2 separate regions of the Mus musculus genome follow, and region 1 is linked to region 2. The links are chromatin contacts, called in public HiChIP or PLAC-seq maps. All regions are on one chromosome and are shown on one strand. The core of a region is the stretch at or near the end of the contact, and the rest is flanking DNA. Distances in the headings are between cores, read along the strand shown. Region 1 holds the start of Sh3bp4 (SH3-domain binding protein 4). Region 2 overlaps Gm19589 (predicted gene, 19589).

Region 1 (2,909 bases), core at 66-2,565, 510 kb before region 2:
AAACCACGGACTGGGCTGAGGTTTCGGCCCTCCCACCACCATTCTCTCCATCTGTACCCACCATCTCATGGGAAACCCCAGTACATCAAAAGGGTACTCATAACTATCAGAAACAGCCTTTGTGGTAAGGCAGGTCAAAAATTCCAAACTTTGGGCACGAGACAATCAAGGGTTTCAAGCAAGGGTTTTCTTGAGGTTAGGCAAGAAGGCGCCAGGTATAATTCAATGATTAAATCTACAAGGCTGCGACATCCCCACCCCCCACCCCCAACGAATGTGGGATCGGCGTAGATCTCGTGTTTATTTCCGCTCTGGACACTCATTGCTTTTATAATCAGAGCAAAAGTTATACGAACTTTATTTCTGCTGCTAAATCACAGAACACCAATCTGATGCACTAACAAGGGAAGAATAAACACGAATAAAGCCCAGCATGGTATTCCCTTTCAAATCTCATAGCTCCACGAGGCTCCACAACCTTCTGCGCACGCAGAGCGGCCAGCCAGCTCTCCGCCACTCCTCCCGCGCGGCATCTGCAGGCGCCCCACACCCGGGAAGGGCCAGCGCCAGCCAGCCCCACAGTCCGCACCGCTAAGCCCCCCAAACCTGCATACTACAACGCCAGATCCCAGCTGGGAGCCTCCTGGCCCCCAAACCCTCTAACAAGACACACTGGGCGGCGCAGGGCGGCTTCACGGTAAACAGCACTTGCAGAACAACGCTCCTCTATCCTAACCGCTCCCACCCGCACACCCCAGCGCTGTCACCTCGGGGCTGCGCGGTCACTCGATCACCAAGACAGAAACTGGAGTTTTCAATTTCATCCTCCAGGAGGGCTCTCCGAAGAAGTTGAAATGTGCATTGTCACCAAGTTTAACCCAAAGCCGCGCTCTCTTCGCTCCTTCTCAGAACCGCGCGGGTGGCGCCGCGACCCCCTCCGCCCTCCCCGCGCCCCGGGCCCTAGCGACCACGATCCGCAGCCCAGGTCGGGCTGTGACCACAGAGGGCAGGGAACCGGGAGCTCAAGGGGCTCGGAGCTGCTCCAGGCTAGCCGCGCCCCAGAGCCCGGGATGCTGCCCAAAGCCACAGCGCGCGCGGGGATAGGGTGCGCCGTCCGACCCTAGGCTCCTACCTGGCTCGCATGGCGCCCCACGGGTCCTGCGGTTCTCTTGTCCTGTGGGGCTCACCCGGCCGGGGGCGCGCGCGACTCCCGGTACCGCGGCCTCAGCGATCGAGGCAGCAGAGGTGGTGAGGTGCCCAGACGCCGCGACAGCCCAGAGCGCTCGGCCCCCGCCAGCGGGCGCAGAGGTGGTCTGGGCCGGGGCGGGGCGCGAGCGCGGGCGGGGCCGGGGCGCAAACAGCGGGCTCCAGGAGGGCGGAGCGCAAGCAGAGACCGCGGGAGGGGCGGGGCCAAAGCTGGGGGCGGAGCGAGGAAGAGGCGGGTCAAGCTCAGGCTGGGGCGTAGGGACCGGGGGCGGAATCGCACTCTCAAGGCGGAGTCTTTGTCGGAGAGGCGGGGCCTAGACGATACTGGGGCAAAAGTGGGCGGGGTGTGCTCAAATGAGCGTGGTCAATATGAGGTTGGAGCAAGTAGGGGCTGTGCCTCGAGCTGGGGGAGGGCAGTTCTTAGTAAAGGCGGGGCCTGGATGAAGGGGGCGGGATGTCCCGGAGGGGCGGGGCCGACTGAGCCGCTGATTTACTTAAAGAAGCGGCTTGGCTTACTGGCGCCTCCAGTGCTCCGGCGCGATTCCCGCCAACACTCCTTGTCTCCTTCCTTAACAGCGCCAGTTAAGAGAGTGGGGTTAGGGCCTCGGGATCTTTACCCCTGGACCCAGAAATGAGCAAAGATGATGGAGACCTCCGGTGCTCTGTTTTGGGGAAGCCTCTGATCCCCCGGGAGTGGTTAAGCAGTAAAACCGAGAAAAAACAAACAAAACTCAGCTTAGGGAACAACTACAAGTGGAGGAGAGCTGCCTGCGAGGCAGATTGCAACTGAATACATGTCAGCATAGTTACACTTCCTCTGCCCAGACTCACATACAGAAGTAGACGCTCGATGCGAGCTCAGTGAATGAACACACTGCGAGGCAGCGGAGCAAAAGCCCAAGCTCATGAGTCATCTCTCACGGGAGTAGACAGAGGCCTGTAGGGGTTGATTGCCTCAGTGAGGTCGAACCAGCCTTTGACTGCTGTGGTGGTGAGGCCAGGGAATGAAGGCTTCCACTTGGAACCAGTGGCAATCATGTCTTCAATGTTGCCACAGATCCAAATCCAGCAGCCCACTGAGTCCATCTTCACTATCATCGCTGGCGACAGATACCATTTATATTTTCTAAGTGACTTCAGACGTTAACACAGATTATCATATTCGGCAAGATCACATGGGAGAGGGCTTCAGAGTCGGAATACTAGCCAGTTTTCTATCTCCCGTGTTCTTTATGCTCCCCTTCCACTCCACCCTTGCACTCGGGCTGCCCGCCTTCCCCCACCCCCACCCCCACCCCGCTCTAGATGTAGTCCTAGTGGAGTCAGGTAGACATACTGGTCAACCTAAGGCTAAGAGGGTAGAATTTCATATTCTCTTAGAACATGGAAACGAGTACAATTACTCCTTAAGTGTAGCTGTCGACCTTAAAAGAAGCAGTCTCCTGAAGGTGCAAGTGACTTACATGGTTGGAGGGGGTGGGGGTGGAGGAGACAAAAGCATCCAGACTGGAGGGCGTGTCAGGAGCCAGCCTGCTGTGCTGGGATCTCTAGGCCTCTGTGTGAGTCACTTGCCTCTGAGTATGAAAATTAAATACAGAGCATAAGCCTCAGCAGAATGCCTAGCACAAAGTAGCCATCACTAAATATTAGCTATTTGTACTGCCGTGACTCCGAATGTCTCCTGTCTAAACCATGTCAGAAAG
Region 2 (2,915 bases), core at 121-2,620:
AACATACATGAGTTGAGGAAGGGTAAGGTACTTCCATGGCAGAAACTCCAAGAGGCTAATGGGATGCATAGGCTCCTTGTCAGTACCCTGAGGTGATGTGCATCAATAAGCCTTCGTGAGGCATCGTGGAAAATGACTGAAGGAGAACACGTGCCTGTTGCATCTGTCCCTCACATAGGCTATTTAATTTCTTCTTTTAGCCTTCACTGTATTTAGAGGGAAAACTATATTTGGGTTAGTAGAATAGGGGTTAAAAGCATAATGGAGAAAAGTTATGTTTATGAGGAGAATGAGTCAGGGTATCAAAGGTGAGGAAACTACCCATGATTCTTGCAACTATGTCACAAGACAAAGCTCAGGTTCCATCAAGACAGTCCTTTGGAAGGGGAAGAGACATGGAGCCACCCAGATGACATGGGCAGGTGATGAACTAGAACGGGAACCAAAATGATGGAAGAATAAATTATCTCACCTTACCTGTGGACAGGGTGATCCTGACCAATCTAGTTTCAACACCTTAATAGCATGTCACCTACACTTAACTTTTTGGATCCAGATCCTACAGACTGACTGGTCTGAGTCTCCTAGGACTGAGGAGGCCCTCACTGGAGATTTGAGTCTAAGCAATTAAATTTGAGATCTAATGTTAAGGAATGTGATGGGGGAGATTGTCTCACCATTTCCAAAGAGTCCAGTGAAGAAAACATGTAGATTTTCACTATGCCAAATAGATGCTTCAAGTCCAGAGCCCTGATGCTCCTGGGTCCACAGGGTCACTAGGTGGACTCTGTGAGGAAGAGGCAAGGGGCAGATGGGTTTGGTTTGGAGACTATTTAAAGAAGTTTTTCTTGAGTTGATCTCCTGCTCTTTTCCTTATTTTTCCCAAGGACTCTCTAAGCATGGCAATATTATGGCGGCTGTGACTAGAGAAATGTGAAGGAATGAATAAGGTGGGATTGATTCCTGTGGCCTTAAAGTCATGTAGAGTGCAAACACTCTATATAATAACAGTGGATTGAAAGTTGGCCTTCCTCCTAGTCTTGGAAACCCCTTCTACTCAGTTGACAGCTACGTGCAGTCACCTTCCACTGCACTGAGTGGCCTCAACCCAGGGAGGATGCCAGTAGCCAATGTCCTAAACTCTTGGGCCCTGAGCATTCCATATACCATCTTATGTCACTGGCATGCTTGCCCTGTGGCACATAGATTATTTGACTCACCTATGGATGATGAAGCAAGGAACCACAACGTCTAAATAGCTTGCCCAAAGATAGGGAAGCTGGTTGGCGGCGGAGCTCGGGCACACACAGGCGTGACTCCCAAAGCTGCAGAGGACAGTGTGCTGGCTCAGTCACCCTCTTCTGCCTCTGTTCTCCCCTCCGTCCTCTGACTCACAGGAAGTTGCAGAGATACTGCAGGCAATTGTCCAGGCTGTGGGCTACACGACTCCCAATCATAGTGATGTCTCATTGCCACAATCAACCCTTCCAATTCGGTCCTCGACGCCAGCCCTCCCTCAGGTGCTGGCACTGTCTGCTTTTTTCTCCACCAGCTACAGTTACCATGCCCGTAACATCCAATCCCAGGAACACTCTCAATATGTTCTTAATAAAATCCAATCCTCCATCACTTCTTTTATTGTATTGCTTTTCCTCTTCATAAAAAGAACTCCTGAAAAGAAAAGTTGTTTCTTCTTGTCTTTGGTTCTTAATTCTTTTGCAAGGGGTCCTTGATTTTTGTTCCTATAGAAAAGAAACCTCTCGGGCTGGGGAGATGGCTCAGCGGTTAAGAGAACTGACTGCTCTTCCAAAGGTCCTGAGTTCAACCATCCATAATGAGATCTGACGCCCTCTCCTGGTGTGTCTAAAACAGCTACAGTGTACTTATATATAATAAATAAATAAATCTTTAAAAAAAGGAAAAGAAACCTCTCTCTCTCTCCCCCCACCCCTCTCTCCTCTTCCCCGAACAAAGGCTAGTATTGTTATGGCTTACATTTGTTAGCCAGCTAATGGGCTTTAGAGAAGTGATTGGATTCTGAGGGTTCTCACCTGCCTGATGAATTAAGTAATGTGAATTCAAAGTAGAAGGCGAGGCCTAGTTAGTGAATTTAAGTTACAGGTGTGCCCTGGAAAGATGTTGTTGTCATGGTTTCTTTTTAAATTGTCAACCCCAATACAACCTAGAGTGACTTGGGAAGAAGGAGCCTCCGTTGAAGAATTATCTGCACCAAGTTGGTCTGTAGTCATGTCTGTGAGAATTATCTTGGTTGAGGATTGATGTGGGTAGAAGGCTGTAGCCCACAGTGTGTGGCACCACCCCTAGGCTTTTCTCAGGTTTGTTTCACTATGGTCAGATAAACAGTCACTCAGACGCTGATAGTGCAGTGGTTTAAGGAAGCCTGGTTACTTTTTAAGCTGGTGGTTCATCTTGCCAAATATATGGGATCCTGGTCTTTTGGCCATTTAGGATTCAAGAGTTATAGGGTCATGGAGATTTCCACAGAGGTTTAAAAGGAATATTGGGAAGGAAGACAATACATGGCAGGATTAGGTGGCCCACAAGCAGTCTCTCAGAGGCTGAGGTGAGGAACTATAATTGAGACCCCAGGAAGTCAGGGATGCCAGGAATATGAAAAGTCTGCTAAGACAGCCTACGAGAGGGGCCATGTGGACTGCGACAGGCAAGGTCAGAGAGGGGGGTTGTATAATACATTCAGACCTTATATCCCACCACTACATACCTTGTACTCTAGTGGACCCAGAGGTACAAGATGCTTGCCCTGCTGGCTTTCTGTCTTGCTTAGATCATACACTTCATTTCTGTGCTTCATTCCTCCCTTTTGGAAAACAACATTTATTATGTGACATCATACATTGCAATGTCTTAGAATCTTACAGGAGTTCATATTAATA

What was found. HiChIP or PLAC-seq counts read pairs in DNA pulled down with a chosen protein or histone mark.
Region 1: a contact with region 2 is called in a FOXA1 HiChIP or PLAC-seq map of pancreatic cancer cells. The contact joins the promoter of Sh3bp4 here to the enhancer-like site in region 2. A contact is called at or near these places in 4 of 39 promoter capture datasets (embryonic stem cells, hippocampal neurons and liver), 1 of 484 Hi-C or Micro-C datasets (cerebral cortex), 6 of 115 datasets of contacts at active chromatin or transcription factors (the NIH/3T3 cell line, astrocytes, differentiating embryonic stem cells and 3 more) and 2 of 9 other capture datasets (embryonic stem cells and liver).

Annotation. Positions count from the first base shown.
Region 1 is chr1:89,068,821-89,071,729 of GRCm38.p6, reverse strand. Sh3bp4 (SH3-domain binding protein 4) reads right to left here and starts at 1,315. Exons shown (of 6, transcript NM_133816.3): 1 at 1,133-1,315.
Region 2 is chr1:88,555,081-88,557,995 of GRCm38.p6, reverse strand. Gm19589 (predicted gene, 19589) reads right to left here. Exons shown (of 6, transcript NR_037971.2): 2 at 2,744-2,839; 3 at 1,221-1,671; 4 at 678-787. Among named protein-coding and RNA genes, the nearest start is that of Gm19589, 5.0 kb to the right of the region's middle. Within about 2 kb of position 1,370, at least 33 of the 459 cell types and tissues checked have an H3K27ac peak or open chromatin away from gene starts, as enhancers often do. A contact at or near this core is called in the NIH/3T3 cell line and pancreatic cancer cells, where this site is marked.